Linked DNA regions of Gossypium raimondii: region 1 is linked to region 2. A link is a contact called in public Hi-C data. All regions are on one chromosome and are shown on one strand. Each heading gives the region's core, a stretch centred on a gene start, on an enhancer-like site or on the middle of the called end of the contact. The rest is flanking DNA. Distances are from core to core; before and after follow the strand shown.

Region 1 (2,700 bases), core at 7-2,506, 210 kb before region 2:
ACGAAACAAAGAAAGAAATATTGCTGGAATCTCAGAAGTGATGAAAATAACACAATGTTGAACAATTATAGGCACCTATTGTAGAAGACATATAATTCCTAAAGTTTCCAAATTATAGCATTTCATTCAGCAGAACATAGTCCTTGTGGAATTAAAGAGAAGAAAATAGATTGCATTTTAGGAAATAAACTACTACGGCAATGCAATGCCGTACAGTTTTAAAACAATTGCAAATAGTTTTTCAACAAAGTGACCAACTAACAAATAAGAGATAAGAGATGATTATACCGGAATGGAATCCAGATGAGAGAGTCGTTTTCCAAGCTTGGCATTGTAGTGCAAGTTTTCCTCTTCTGCTAAGATGCTTGCTATGGCTTGGTCATCCTCTGTATCTTGGAAACTGCTATTCAAACTCGAGCTGGAGCTTGCACTTGCATTATTGTGCTGCCCTTCACTCATACTGTCTCAATAAAAATATTCAGCCAAGAAAACATGAGATTGCAAGAATTTAGGCCATCAATTATACTGATAGGAAAAGGTTGATAACCCTCCAAATCAAGCAAACACAATATCAAACATAAGAACATCAATCAAAAGCTAACAATCATCCATGATCCTAAAAGCTTAACAGCAAATCCTCAAAAGTAGAAAAGAAATCCCTAAAACCGTGGCTTAAAAATCCAAGTTATCCAGATGCTCAATGGGTATGTTAGAAATACCCATACCCTAAAAAACCCAGAAAATAAAAGACAAAATAATGGTTCCTAGAATAGCTCTTCTTATATTCCATATAAGCATATGATAGATTAAAAAAGGGGTAGGATCATTTAACTGTGATGCTTATAACTCTCAGCTGAAATGGATTGGGAGAAGTCTATACTAAACAAAAACAATTCCAAATTAACAATGAATTTCCTATAATTATCTTTTTTTTTCTTCCATTTTCTCAGCTACCAAGCAGAGAACGAGTCATCCAAGTAAGACAGGAGCAAGGGAATGAACATAACTGTGAGAACAAAAACAAAAAAACAGCCATTGCCATAGCCATAGCCACATAAAATCCAAAAAAACAAATTGGAAATAGAGAATACCCAGAATAAAAAAATTGAACAACTTTGGGAACTTGTTGATGTAGGATTGAATAGTTCGTTCGATCTTCTCAGCTGAAGCTGAAACGTTTTCTAATCGTATCAAGCCTTGCTTATTTAAATAAATGGAAAAAAAAAAAGAAAAAAAGAAGGGAATGGTCAAAATAGTTGTCTGAATGTTTGATTTTTTACTGTTATTATTACAATAAGTCAATACGAAGTATAAGGGAAAAAAAAACAAAAAAAGGGTGAAATTCTTTTTGGTGGATATAAATGAAATATTTTTAAATTCACAGTGAATTATTAAAATATTAAAAATTATTATAATGTGTTATATTAGTGCAAATGGATCCCTTGAAAGTATATATATACAAAATTATAAGTATATATAATTATAGAATAAGTTAAATTAAAAAATGAAATCAAAACTAAAATTTTGTATTTAAAATGGATTAAATTGAATTTTTAAATTGAGAAAGAGATTTGTTAAGTAATTTTCCGTTTTGTCCCATAAAAGGGGCTAACTGAATATTTTTATACATAGCTACTATTCATAGAATTGACGTTCTTAATAGAATTTATGCATGTTTCCCTTGCTGACTTTGTACTGTAAGGCTTGCACGTATCCAATTGGTGGGCCCTAGCCGGGTCGCGGTAGGCGACCTGAATCTTATTTAATTTTTGGGTTGGTGATCATAAGTACATAACAAAATTAAAATGAAGTATTAAGATTTTAGAAAGGACTAAAACTGCAATTAATGGTTGAAGCCTATATAATCGATATACATCCATACAACTCACCAGAAAATGAAACTTAGAATTGTTAAGACATTATCCTGAAGAAATGTTAAACGTATTAATAAACTTTACTTGTATGGGTAGACTTGGATTGGACCAAACGCCATTCCCACACGCTTCTGCATAATTTCTTCTTTCATTTTTTCTATTGAGTCCTTACAATTTTAACATTATATCAATTATGTCCATTAAATATCTACTCTAATCTAAAGCAAAGCGTGTAATATAAGCAATTTCGATCTAATGTTTTAACCAAGAAAATAGAAAATGTCAATGTAATCTTCTTTTTAATTTAAATTATCCATGCGACAGGTGTAGACGTGTTTACAAAATAATTCAAACGTGTTTACAAAATAATTAATGTATTTTAAATATGTTCTATATCATATCTGAGCTGGCCTTTAAAGTTTAAATTAATAGTTAGGCGAATGAAAATACTTAATTAATATGATATTAATACTTTAAGGACGTGCAAAGAATTAAGAATTTGTTACCAAATGAAATCCTTAATGATATGGCTCTTGAGATTTTCTCTTCAATAGTCATTTTCTTTTGAATTATATATGATATTATTATTTGGTTTTTTTTCTATTAGGATCAATAGAAGTGTTGATCTTATTGTTTTAAGTACTTTGCTTAATATATTTATTCAAAGATTGAATTTTAATATTTATATATATTCCTACTCAGTCCTCCACTTTCATTTGTTGTTAAACCAAGCTTTGCAATTTGGTGAAGCACCTAAGCAAAAATGATAGAGTAGTGAAGGAAATACTAATCATCCATTCCTCCTAAAAGAAAACATAAGGAAAAA
Region 2 (2,700 bases), core at 145-2,644:
TTATAGCACTTGTTTTATTGTTAATTTTACTATTATTTTAGAGGCATTTGCTTGTTAAGTTGAACTTATCTGAGTGTTATTTAAGTATAAAAACTTTTTTAAAATTTATTTTCAATTTTTGTGAAATATTTATTTTAATATTTTAGTTTATTTGGTTTATTATATTTTTAAAAGAAGTTTATATAAAAAATAAAATTTTAAAATTTAATATAAATCGAATCTGGATTTTAACATTTTTATTTGAATCGAACTTGAATAAAAACGTAAATCCATTTTTAGATCGAACTAAATCCAAACTTAACAATTGCCGTGACATCCACAATTATAGTTGTATGTTATACCATACAAATTAAATAATCTTCCAAAATTGCGGTGAACTTATAGTATTCACAAAATTAATTTTGGATAGTATCATATCATATGTATGTAAGTCGCATAAAGTTTTATGTCGTAAATTACACCATATGGTTAAGTTTGTTATTTAATAGCTTTAATTGTATCTTTTGATCTAATTATTTCATATAACTATAACAACTTTTTACAAATGGAAAAAAATCATACATAATATATTCATTTTATATGTACTAAATCCTTAGTATTAATTTTTAATCACAACTTATTTTCTTTCAAAAAAATTCACAACTTATATATATAAAATATTCATGACATAATTAAATTTTAAAATTTATTTGTTTTGCAAGTTATAATCTGACATGGCATTAATAATTAAAATTCAAAATAAATTATGTTCTAAACTAGTGCTATATGCATACTTAGTGATAATAATGATTATACTAAAATTGATACATTTTAAACTAAAATTGATGAGTTAGACTACCTGAACTAAAACCTATATATGGTAACCGCACATGATAACTCAGGGATCCATGCACATATTTAAGTTTCGCATGTAGCTTGTGCAACTTTCACTTTCATTATAGTTTTCATTTTATTTTAATAAATAATCTTAAACTTATACTATTTTGAGTATCGTTATCATACTATTCAAATAAAAAAATCGATAAAAACACATCGAACTATATCATAAAACACAAATTATTAATATATAAATATTTAAGGTAAACTAAATCGAAATTTACTAAATTATTAATAAATTTAATTTTTGATCAATTAACTTCAAAAAATTACAAAATAATCATTAAATTATTTAAAAATCGATATTGTATGACCTCCTTTTATCTTTGTTCGGACCTAATTAAATTGATACGCATACAAAATGCATGCGAAATTATTGGACCTAATTAGACCCATCACTCTGACCGAAAAAATTAAGGCCACCAAATCACAAATTTAAGCCCAGCCCACCAAGATTCCGAAACTTCTAGGGTTTCAATCAACTCGCAGTATATATTACCCCATTTCCCTTTTTCCTTGTTTCTTTACTTAGGGTTTTTGGGAGAAGAGAATCAGAGCCGCAGCTGCCGCCGTCGCCATGGTGAAGTTTCTTAAACCGAACAAGGCAGTTATCGTCCTCCAGGGCCGATACGCCGGCCGCAAAGCCGTCATTGTCAGATCTTTCGACGATGGCACACGTGACCGCGCCTATGGCCATTGTTTGGTTGCAGGGATAAAGAAGTATCCGAGCAAGGTTATCCGCAAGGACTCCGCGAAGAAAACCGCCAAGAAGTCACGCGTCAAGTGCTTCATCAAGCTCGTCAATTACCAGCACCTGATGCCCACGCGCTACACCCTCGACGTGGACTTGAAAGACGTGGTTACCGTCGATGCTCTCCAGACCAAGGACAAGAAAGTGGCCGCTTGTAAGGCAACTAAGGAGAGGTTTGAAGAGAGGTTCAAGACTGGGAAAAACAGGTGGTTCTTTACTAAGCTCAGGTTTTAAGTGTTTTATTGGAACATGTTTTATGCTTATGTAGTTTTATCGAACAATTTTGAATTTAATGACGGATTTTGAATCTGTTTGGGTAAGATATTTCTGGGTTATTATTTTTGTTATTTTATGGAACGTGATTTGCTCATTTCTATAAGAAGTTTAAGCTTTTGAACTATTTTGTGTCCTTTATGATTTATCATATTGTCTTAACGTAGATCTGTAGATCAATGGAGGTTGTGAATTGAATCTTTTAATGTTTGAACCTATTATAATGTCATCACTGTCACTGATTTATTTTTGGATTTTTGAATGTTTTAGCTAACCCAAGAAATGGGTATGCTTTACTGCATTTTGAATATGCTTGGATGTGGCTTTTGTTGGTTATCGCTGTTTCTGTAAATCTGCATTGATCGAGAGATTAAGCTTTTAGTTTAGGGTTTATCCATTATACAAACTATTTGATTCTTAGTTGAAGTGAGCAACATGTGCTTGTGTTTGGCTATCGGAAGCTTGAGGTGGCGGAGTGGGGCTTATTGAAATTGGAATCATAATCCATATTGGGGGGCTTGCCGTGCAATTCCAGTGCACAGAGGTTTGTTACCTATAGTTTACTCGTATAACGAGCGTTGCAGTGAACATTATGCACTCGTTACACGACCACCGCTTAGAGGAAAGTTCATGCAAGTCAAGCAAATAGTAGGCAATATTCTAAAAAGCAGTGTTTTACAGTTCTAGTTTTCAGAATCTGATCTACTTGGATTTTTTTACCCTGCATTGTTCCTTTGGGTTTAAAGTAGTGTTCATATTTGTTATACCACCTCCGGAAATGGCTCCACATGTCACCCCTA

The links. A called contact is a pair of places that touch in the nucleus more often than the background predicts.
Region 1: a contact with region 2 is called in a Hi-C map of leaf, with 2.2 times the contacts expected there. The contact joins the promoter of LOC105802071 here to the promoter of LOC105802089 in region 2. A contact is called at or near these places in 2 of 2 Hi-C or Micro-C datasets (both in leaf).

Annotation. Positions count from the first base shown.
Region 1 is chr7:9,614,797-9,617,496 of ASM2569854v1, reverse strand. LOC105802071 (OVARIAN TUMOR DOMAIN-containing deubiquitinating enzyme 11) reads right to left here and starts at 1,256. Exons shown (of 10, transcript XM_052633831.1): 1 at 1,092-1,256; 2 at 289-460. The coding sequence starts at 459.
Region 2 is chr7:9,402,086-9,404,785 of ASM2569854v1, reverse strand. LOC105802089 (60S ribosomal protein L27-3) reads left to right here and starts at 1,394. Exons shown (of 1, transcript XM_012633541.2): 1 at 1,394-2,027. The coding sequence starts at 1,454. The coding sequence ends at 1,861.